Regions from separate parts of the Mus musculus genome. Here region 1 is linked to region 2. Evidence: chromatin contacts called from public Hi-C data. All regions are on one chromosome and are shown on one strand. The core of a region is the stretch at or near the end of the contact, and the rest is flanking DNA. Distances in the headings are between cores, read along the strand shown. Region 1 holds the start of Hmcn1 (hemicentin 1). Region 2 overlaps Hmcn1 (hemicentin 1).

Region 1 (5,306 bases), core at 720-3,219, 120 kb after region 2:
GTCTTAATGAGACAGTAAACACGGCAAATGACCATCAAACTCTTGATTCAAATAGAAAAGCATATCATGTCCGATCAGTGTGGAAATGCATGCATATACTGCAGAAGACCAGGACTGCTTATTGTTGTCATTGAAGAACTTTAAAATTCCAGAAAATTCTAGCTCCCTCTCAATATATCCCAAGGACATCTTTTTAAATAGCTGAAATACACCACATTTAATAACCAGCAATAATTAGGATTTTAATATGCCTGGCAAATGCACAAGGAAGGGGGGAGGAAACCACCAAACCAGAGATCTTCAACATCATGCTCTCATTGTGAAAGAGGTTATGCCAAAGTCTAGAGAAGAGAGAATTTCAAAAGCAAGGGGAATGTGGGAGAGCAGTGGGGGAGGGCTCTTAAGAAACCACTGTTTTATTTCTTCCACTGAGCGGCTACTTGCCTAATGAAACTCAGGTGGACACAAGACAGTAAGCCCTGGGGCTCCCCCTGTAATGCTACCCTCCACGATGACAATGAGGGCTCCTAGGAGCCTCGCAGAGAGGTGCTACTTGAAAAAGAAACTGCAAAAGAGTAAATAGGATCATGTTACAGTACAGCAGCAGAAAGCCACAGCTGCAGGGCACAACATAAAGCTATTTTTCTTCAACTACCTTTCAAGAGCACAGACCTAGCAAATTGCATGCATTTGTACCGCCTGAGACATGAACATACTGTTTACACACATCGGTGAATCTAACTAATGATGACCCGGTGCCACGGTGAATAGATTCAGTTACAGAATGAATGGCTTCTGTCTTTCATTTTCATGCCTCCAGTTCCAATCCTAGCTGCTATTTACAGACTTGCTCATGTGCCCTGCAGCAGGTCTGATTTTCTCCCATGTGAGGCTATCTTGAGAGTGTGTGCTCGCTTGCGCTCAGTGCCCTGCTGCTGAAAACCCCATTCCTGTCCCGTGGCTGCCTTAGCAATTGAAACAGTCTTTAGCTTGAAAATGCAAGCAGGTTAACTCTGAGCTTGCTGCTGTTGCTACTACAAAGTCCTGGTTCTCATCTTCAGAGGACCACATTTCCAGGTCAGGGCACCACTGTTTAATCCCCCTAAACAAGCCATCTACTCACTCCATGGCTAAGCCTTGCTAAACTGAGATATAACCCCAGATGCCAGTAGGCAATTCTTTGTTACTATCGTATTCCGCTGCATTTTTTTAAATGCTTTTGAAACTTTCTGACAATATAACAAATTCATAGCATAAGAAATAATAGAATTATGAATCACCAAGCACAACAAATACAGAGAGTAAGTATTCCCCTTACCTGGATCATGGAAGGGCACCAAAGCAAAGTTGTAAAGAGGTCTCTTAGGTCTTTTCAAAGACGTCTCCAAAATTTTGGAAGCCCCTTCAATAACCTGAACTAAATCATCATACATGGACCCAGTCACATCAAACACAAAAGCCAGCGTGGACGCCCCCTCAGGAATCTCCTCAGCCCTGCTCTCAGACTGCGGAGTCCCATCTCCAGCTAGGGAAGAACGAAAAAGAGCCACCAGGAATACTGTGTGGACCACTTCCTGGGCAATCATTTTTTTCTTTTCTTTTCTTGTTTTGCTCGCTGCTTTTCTCTTTGCCCTAAGCTCCTAACCACTGTGCTTACTCCTCAACAGCAGGCAGAGGACTGGCTTCCTCTCTGGTGCCTCATCAGGCTTTTGCAGTCTCTGAACTAACTCAAAAGTTTTGGAGCGGAGAATGAGATGCAGACCAACCCGGAGCCCGGCTGCCTCCAGGAGCTGGGCTGGGCTGGGCAGGGATGCGGCGCCTTTTGTCCGGCTGGGTAGGTCCTGGGCTCTAAGCGGCCGCGTGCAGGGAGCTGCGAGTAGCCGAGCGCCCGCAGAGCGCGGGGTCCATGCCCTGGGGGACGCTGCGAGCCTGCGGTGCCGCCTCCGCCGCCGCGCTCCAGGCCAGCGACTGAGCCTCCCAACTTTCCACAGCTAGCCCCTTGGAGGCGAAGCCCGGCGCGACCTCTCCTTCTGATTGGCCAGCGGCCGTCCCTCCTCTGCTGGAGCCCCCACCCCGGAGGGCGACTTTCCCCCTCTGTGAGTTCCAAGTCTCTCCAGTACCGGGGAAGCGCTCGCAAAGTCAGCTCTGGTGTTCCCTTCAGAGCTATAGCCAATCTCCAAAACTCCAAGGTAAACAATGGCTTTCAGGAATGTGTGGCCCACTCCCAAATTCAAGGGCATCACATTAGCTAGCACAAAGGGAATTGGTGCACGTTTTTTCCCCTAATGTCTGTGCAAAGCTGCTTCAGACAACACCTAATTCCCCAGCCCACCCCAAGTGCAGAAGCTAAGATGCCCCAGCCTAGCTTCCTGTCCCTCAACCCAACATTCAGCCCCGCCAGAAGGGGGAGCTGGAGCTTTCTTTCCTCTAGGCTGCAGCTACAGGATGGATGGTTCTTTGATCTTCCTTGGGGAGTGTTTAGATGAGAGGAAGGCACGGAGTTGGGAGAGGCAGGGAGAGGGAGCTGTAGAGGCAAAGGAGAATGGAAGGAGATAGGGGGAAAGTAAGAGACATCACAAAGTCCCTAGCTGTGCTGTGGAACTGGGAAAGGAAACTGGGTATCAATAAAACATTGACGTCCAATAGAAAGAGCAGTGTTTGTCTGTCTGTCTGTCTGTCTGTTTGTTTGTTTGTTTGTTTTTAAAGAAAGAAAAGAAAAGGGGAGGGGAGGGGAAGGGAGGGGAGAAAAAATTCTGGGGGAGTTGAAATTTCGTTATCAAGATTCACTTTGCTGATCAGCCTAAATCCTCTGCGAAGCATGGTGATGCGATAGTATTCCCATTTCACATACCCTCCAGTACAACTATGTGTCACGTCTCAGGCAAAGATCCACTGAAATGTTGTTCCTCTCAATGACATTTTCCTGCCAAAACTTAAGGAAACTTTACGGTGGAAAACATTACAATGTTCTTCCAAGTCGCAATCATTATATACATTATAGCCGGATTAACAGATTTCAGAAGGTAAGCGAAGAAAGTCATTCATGCGCTAACCATTCTTTGTTCCCCTTTAATAAATACGCCCCCCTCCCCCAGGAAAGGGGCTATTGTCTGGATGCAAGCATTCGAAGTACAGCACTTGGGCAGCTTTAAACTGGGTTTGAGTGTGTATGAGACCACCCTCTAGCATGGGGCAGCCTGAGAAAGGGCCAGCTCCCACCAGCCTTTTATAATCTCCAACTGTCTTCTCTTTCAGACCCACCATCTGTGGAACTTGATTTTATGATACCTATAAGTCATGTCACTTAAAGGAAGCACACGGGCCATTTGGGCTGGTGTGGGAACATGAGAGGAGAGGGAGGGAACATGTTTCCTTTCCAAGTAGTATTTAGAGAATGTTGAATGCTATTTGAGTAGTCCATTCCTTTGTTTATTTAAAAAGGATTTCATTCTAGGTCATAGAGACCTGAGTTATTCCAGGTGCTCAGAGAGGTGGGAGAGTTCTGCATTCTACACCGGGTGTAGACAACCAGGTGCTAAGTCCTGCATGGGGCTTAATAGCTGTGACCTTCAGCAAGCTACCTACCTTCTTCCTGCCTTTTTTAAAATTTATTTACTTGTAATAGGAAACATGGCAGTTACCTAATCAGAATTAAACGATCTATACGTGTTCCAGATGCATTTGGAGGAAAGGGAGTGGTGTTGTGTAAATTGACTATTCAACAAATGTGAAACAGATTTGTTTAATTGTGTTAAACAAATCTTAAATTAAAATTAAATCTTAATTAAGTTAAATTTCCTATATCATTACTGATTCCTGCCCACTTGTGACCAGTTATTGAGAATCGTATTGAAATATAGGACTCTGTGGATCTGTCAATCTTCTTGAAGTTCTGTGAGGTTTTGCTTTGTGCCTTTTGAACGTTTGTAACTAAGTGCAGAGAGTATTATGTCCTCTTGATTGATAAACATATCTTTAAAATTATGACACAACATTCATTTTCAAAAACGTTACGTGTGCAGGAGACACTTGAAGCTGTTTCATTGCTCACTAACATTGTGTTCATTTTCCTTAATTGTTCCCTTTCTTCCCTAGTTTCATTTTAATAGTTTCTATACTATGTCTTTATGTTCTCTTAGTCTATTCCTTACTGTGTAATACACCAGTGGTTCCTCTCATGTAATTTCATCATGAATGTTACAGTTTCCATTTGTCTCCAGGAGTGCAATTTGAATCATTTTAAAAACTTTGTTGTCTCACTTTGAATCTATAACCACACTAATTCAGGTACAGTAGTTGGTGATCTCTTGGTAATCTGTCTCAGTACTTGGGTTGCTGTAGAGGAATTTTGATCTAGCAACATGGCTGCACTGGCAAGGGATCACATCCAAAGACCTTCTAGAGATCTATGATCTGGCCAGAATGCAGACATACCTAGATTGCAGTTTGATCTGGCTGGAAAACAGACATGCCCTTAATATATACCTTTAATCCCTAACAATAAATGTAAGCAAGTAATGTAAAAGGAAGCAGCCATGTTTGAAAATGTCATCTAATTGAGGGACAGACAAAGTGATGAATCACAGAAAGATTTGACAAAATATGAGTCAAAAATAGGATACGCCCAACTCACATGAGAACAGCATAGGAAAGAGAGATTACTTAAGAGCAGAGAGATGGGGGGTGATGTGTGATGTATGTGTGTGTGGAAGTTTTTCAGAGACAACTTTACAGAGACAGGTTACAACAAGACCAAGCTAGACACAGATAAAGACAGAATAAGCCAAAGAATGAGAAGGAGCCAGAAGACTGGAACATATTGCCAAAGTCAGTATGAGGCCAAGAAGAGTAATTCAGTCAGAAGCCACAAGAAGCAGGATTGAATCAGTCAGCTTGGAAAATTAGATTGTACAGCGGCTAATCCATTTTATACCTAGGGATAGTTAGAATAGAGAAGGAGACACTCTGGACTCAGACCAAGCAGTGTATTTCTCAGCTTGAGCATGGCTCTCATCTCATCCATTCAGCTGAGGAGATAAAAGCAACATTTACAGGTTGCTTTTTCTGAGGATTCAGAATCTTGACATGCCAGACATTGTGAATTTTACTTTATGGGGTACTAGACATCGCAGTACTCTTGTAAATATTCTTCAACTTTGTTCCAGGACAGAGTTGACATTTTTGGAAACAGTTTCAACCTTTATTAGAACTTTCTTTTTAACTATTTAGATATACCAAAACAGTTTCATTCTAGAACTAATTATTCTCTATGACTAAGAAAGGATCACTCTATGTCTTTTGTCCAA
Region 2 (5,303 bases), core at 1,722-4,221:
TTTCTAATTATAATTAATTTTGCCATTTGATGCTCAGTAATTTTAGGTGAGCTAATTATTCAAGAGAAGTTGGCCAACAGGAATAGATTTAAAATAATTGAGAAATAAATTCAGTTTGATAAGGATAAGGCCATCCCTAAACTCCATCTGTCTTTTATTATCTGCTTTTCTGCTTTGAGCTAAAATAAAGAGAAATTATGTAAATAAATATGTTAATTTGATTAGATTAACAAGGTTACTTAAGGCAACAGTTCTAAGGAAAGCAATAGAATGATACAGGGCTGGCTTGAGCATTCAAAGCCCCCTGATTCATTTTGGTTTTGGTTAATAATTTCTTGAAATTATAATGTAATTATATCATTTCCCCTTCCTTTTCCTCCCTACAAACCTTCCCATGTTTCTCCCACTTAGTGTGTTTCATATTGATGGCCGCTGTTTCTTTTATTATTGTTACATACATCACAGATGCATACACATAGGCATTTAAGCACACATATAGATATAGATACATATGTACACATATGTACAATGTATGGGAAACTGAGTGAGTCACGCCACTTACTATCTCAACACTGGTGTTTATTCACTTGTAAGAATACATGCATGACACATGTACACCTGCATACAAATTGGACTTCTTGAGCAAATTGATTTCCTAAAATTAAACAATTACATACAGGTCATTCTCCTTTTAGAGTATATATTTTATAAAAACATATAGATATAACTATATTAACATATTTTATACATAGTAAATATATAAGAAATATAGGTTAAATGTATATTAAAAACTAAATACTTAATGTAACCTATATTGCATAATATTTATATATTATACATGCTATATATTAATAACATAATATGTTAAGTAATATATTAAAATAAAATATATAAGACTATATTTTCTATTAAAATAAAAATTATTGATACAAAATATTATATGTAATATAATATTATTAATATAATTATTACATATTATATAAAATACTATATATAAAGTATAACACCAAATCTAAAAATAAAATCTTTCAGACATTTACACAATATCTACATCTATGGTGATGTGTAACCCCTTCTCTCTTTTTTTGAGCCATGTTTTATTTTTTCCCTTTATTTGGCATCTTGTTATTTTTCAGTAGCGAATCTAGAGGTAAGGCATACACTCGTCCATAGCTGTGTGACTTAGAGTACAGAGAGTTATATAACGTGCTTCCTGGCTGGTACAGCAAATCCTTCTAAAGTCGGCATTATCTTGATCTCCATTTGTGAACATTTTTTGTTCATTTATCCATGTTGACTCATAACCTCTGTTAGCAAAGAATGTTAGTGTCAGACACTCTTCCGGGACAAGGAAACAATCCCCTCTCCCCCACCCATCTCCTGTTCTCGGTCCTTTACGTTTATCCCTTTGCTTCTCTTAAAGGCTTGGAGAAATTAGGCCCCAGCCTGATCTTCTCAAAGCTCTATCCTATTGCTATGTGAACATAGCTGTCCCACATACTTTTGGGTTTTTTAAGACTATGCCATTTTCTCAAAGGAAAATTAAGTTCTATGGAGAGGTTTGCATTTTGGGAGGATCAAAACTATATACAAAAGTTGTAAGTGCCATTCAGCTATGTAGAAATCTCTCGGTTATTATTTTTGTGGAATATTTTTTTTTGGTATTTCAAGTGTTTGACTGATGTGCTTTTTGTTCCCTAAAACATTTGGATAAAATAGTTAGACGCATAATAGTGCCAATAATTTTTTTTTCCTAAAACTCAACAAGCTTTATAATTTCTCATAAAGAATGTGACCCCAGGCAGCCCTCTTTCCTACATATTTACAACTGTATTAATGGCCAAGCTCTGTGTGATCTGAACACCAGTGGTTGTCATTTGTCATCCCCTCCTTTCCCCCAGAGAGAAAGTTCATTTGCCTTTCAACTTAAATTCTCTGTCCACCAGATGAAAAGAAATAAAATACATGTATAAATTCGCAATCAGCGTAATGATGTAAGCATAGAAACTTCTGTCAGTGTTTCTTACAAATGTTTAGATTAGTTTTCTCATTCCACTTCTCAATGGGAAAATAAACTAAGACAGAGGCGATGTTAATAGGCGAGTATTTAATAAGCCTCAAACAGCATTCTCTTCTCACTTTTAAAGACCAATTTAAATGTGAAGGGATTTTTTTTTTAGATGTTTGATCTTCCACAGGTCCAAGTTCAGTTTTAATAGAGCGGTAATCTTTGCTGTACTTGACTTGTTTTGGCAGGGGGTGGGGTGGGAGGTGGGGTCAGAAAGGTCAGGAAATTATAATGTCCAAAAAATCTATGAAAATTTTATAAAATATATAACATACTTAGTTACTCATACTAATTTATGAAACAATAAAACACTCTCCAAACAAAGAAAACAGTATATACTTCTTACATTAAATATGAAGTGTTAATGCAATCTAGACTTGTTATGTTTGTTTGTTTGCTTGTTTGATTTGGCCCTTACTTAATAAAGTTTTTGCTTTTATTGAAAAGAGAAGCATTCACTAGAAAGTTTCGAATTAAAATACTCCCATGGTCTCTTGATGTGTGTAATAGCACTCAGTGTTGAATGAAAGGAAAAACTGAATATCTCATTTCTTTCTCAACAAGATATTCTAATTGGGCCCTTGTGGATCTTATGACAACACAAAGCCAAAACAAAACAGCAATAAATAATAATTAATTAGACATGCCTCGCCCAGAGCAAATGTCTAGAGATGTGGACCCCAGCTCCACTTCCAAGAGAGTAGTGTTTTCTTTTGTTTTGTTTTTGTCTTTTTGGAGGTAAAAAAATCAAATGACCCTACATATTGACTGCATCAGACCCAATTCCAGAGGATGTTGGGAAGAACACTGCCAAGAGAGTCAACGGGGTGTGAGTCAGGAAGCAGGATCCTTCACCCTGGAGACAGATGGCGCAGGGAGGATTCGGGCACTCCCTGAAGATCCTTCAAAACACAAGCGGGGAGAGGCAGGAAACAGCCGTGCTGTGCCAGGTCTTATTTGGAATGTAGCTATTTTCAGTCTCTTCGGACTTTTGTGAAGAGAGTTCAGCTGTATTCTTACAGAGAAAGAAGCAAGCACTGTAAATCTCTTGCTAATAGGTCTTGGGCTTGAATTCTCCCCTTAAGTGGCCTTTCTGAGTCTCTAAAATATTATGAAAACTGAGATTGGATTTTTAAGGTATCTTTGTACCATTGAGTTTAAATCATTCTCATACAATGTTGTTGCTAATGTTCTTTTTTTTTTTTAAGTGTTATTCATTTATCCAACAACTATCGAAACCCCTCCCTATAACCGTGGTTCTTCCTCTAGATGAAGCACAGGCTACGTGAGAACTATGGGGCTCTTGTGCTCAGAGGTTCACAGTAAAATAGGTGAATGTAGAGACGGAGGCAACCAAGAACATGGAATGCCACCAGGGATAATCCCTTAATGGGATAAACAATTCTCTAACAACTTTTTTTTTCCTCAGAGAATCTCAACATCTAAAGATTTTTCAATTGTAAGGGAGAAAAAAGTGACTGCATATTAAGTAGCAATTTAATGGCCATTGTAGCAACACGCTATAAGGGCAAAGGGATGGAGGATTACTGATAGGAAACATAATTAAAATCAAGGGATGCTTATGCAAATTCATCTGCATATTCATTAACTATAACTCAGTTCCGTGTGCACACCAAGACATGCACAAACAGAAGCAGCCCCAGAGTTCCCACTCAAGCTGCTCGGCTAACACTGCAACTAATTAAATACTATCCTTCAAACTTCACTTTGACCTGTGCTCATGTGCACATTCTGGAGTAGCTATCTATCACTCCATCCTCTAGAGCCGGTGGTATATTGGGCCGTGTTGTGAGACTTTCCCAACACTTGGCAAACTGATGGATAAGCATGAACCATGCAGATAGTCATGAGGTTCTGCCTTTGGAACTGAACGCTGCTGCACAGGGAAGACAGAACAGTGTTTTAAAATGATAAGTCTCTGCACTAGAATGGTGGAACGAGAGCGATCAGAAGGTCTAATGGCCTGGGAGAAAGCATGCCAGCCTCGTGACGGAACCTCCTGTTGGACCTGAGGACAAAGGGGAAGCTAAGAAGCTGCGGCCTATCTCTGCTGACAGTGTGCTGATGGAGACGGAGATGCCTGAATCAATTATCTGAGGAAAGGAAGACTTGAAAGAGTGGTAAGATCCAGGGTGTTTGCGAGAATTCCAGACTAAAATGTAACAGAGGAAGTCCACTGAGATAGACCAGTAGATCAAGGAGTGGGGAGGTACTATCTAAATAGGATGGTAGCACACACTGCAGTGGCCTGCCGGGCATGACCATAGCCCTGAGGGGAAAGGTAACTATGAACAAGATATTGTGAGTCTACAAGAACCATGGAAAGTGACAAAGAGCCCAGTAAGATGAGAGCCGCAGAAGCCACTGAGAGTGTAGTAAAACTGTCTCACAAAAGCAAATTGTTTTTTTTTGTCTGTTTGTTTTTTTGATATATAACATGCACATGTTTTATCATGGCTCCTGGCACAAAGTTTGAAAAGCACAAACTCAGAACATCTCACAGGCTGTTGATTATATTTGACAACTAACTTTTTACACTTTTGGTTTCAGATCCCAAAGATAATGTACCTTCTAGTACAGGCCTGAGTGAAGAAAAGAAACAAACTGGGTCTGAGGGTGAGTCGGTGGGACTCACAGTCAGGGCTCGGAACACCTCAACTTCTCCTGTTATACCCCAGAAACACTTTGAGGCAGGAGGATGAAAGTACCAACAATTGCTTTCATCCTGAAGCTGCTTTCGCATCACATCATACATCAAACTCCTAAGACACTTTAGCTCAGCCATGACCCTATCTGTATGACCCTTTTTTATTTTCTCTATTTAATTCTCCTTTACAAGGCCCAGAACAGTCAAGCGGGCAAAGGGAATCTTCTTCAGAAGGCCAGTGAGTGGGGAGCCAGGGAGACCCAAGGAAGAAATGCCCTGGCCTCTGAGAACTCTGTTCTCTAGTTGGATTGGGGAAGAGACGACTTAAGGATCCAGATACAGAAGCAAGGATGTTTTCTAAGTCTGCACACACAGAATAGCAACAATCTAGCCCACTTCCAGTGTTGCCATCTCTTTACCTGAATTCCTCTGTGTAGAGGAAGTTGGCTTCACTGAGTAGCTTCCCAGTGACTTAGCCTGGGAAGCCAGCATCCTGGGAGGTCAGCAGACTTGCAACACAGTTATCTGGCTGGGCAGGCTTTTTGCTCCGTTGTCCATGGGACCAGG

What was found. Hi-C and Micro-C count contacts between places; a contact is called where the count stands out from the background.
Region 1: a contact with region 2 is called in a Hi-C map of uterus, with 3 times the contacts expected there. The contact joins the promoter of Hmcn1 here to the enhancer-like site in region 2. A contact is called at or near these places in 3 of 484 Hi-C or Micro-C datasets (liver, stem cell-derived neural progenitor cells and uterus), 1 of 115 datasets of contacts at active chromatin or transcription factors (cardiomyocytes) and 1 of 9 other capture datasets (adipose tissue).

Annotation. Positions count from the first base shown.
Region 1 is chr1:150,991,466-150,996,771 of GRCm38.p6, forward strand. It overlaps Hmcn1 (hemicentin 1), which reads right to left and starts at 1,970. Exons shown (of 107, transcript NM_001024720.3): 1 at 1,319-1,970. The coding sequence starts at 1,586.
Region 2 is chr1:150,870,475-150,875,777 of GRCm38.p6, forward strand. All of the region lies in intron 2 of Hmcn1 (hemicentin 1), which reads right to left. Among named protein-coding and RNA genes, the nearest start is that of Hmcn1, 120 kb to the right of the region's middle. Within about 2 kb of position 2,972, at least 31 of the 459 cell types and tissues checked have an H3K27ac peak or open chromatin away from gene starts, as enhancers often do. A contact at or near this core is called in adipose tissue and uterus, where this site is marked.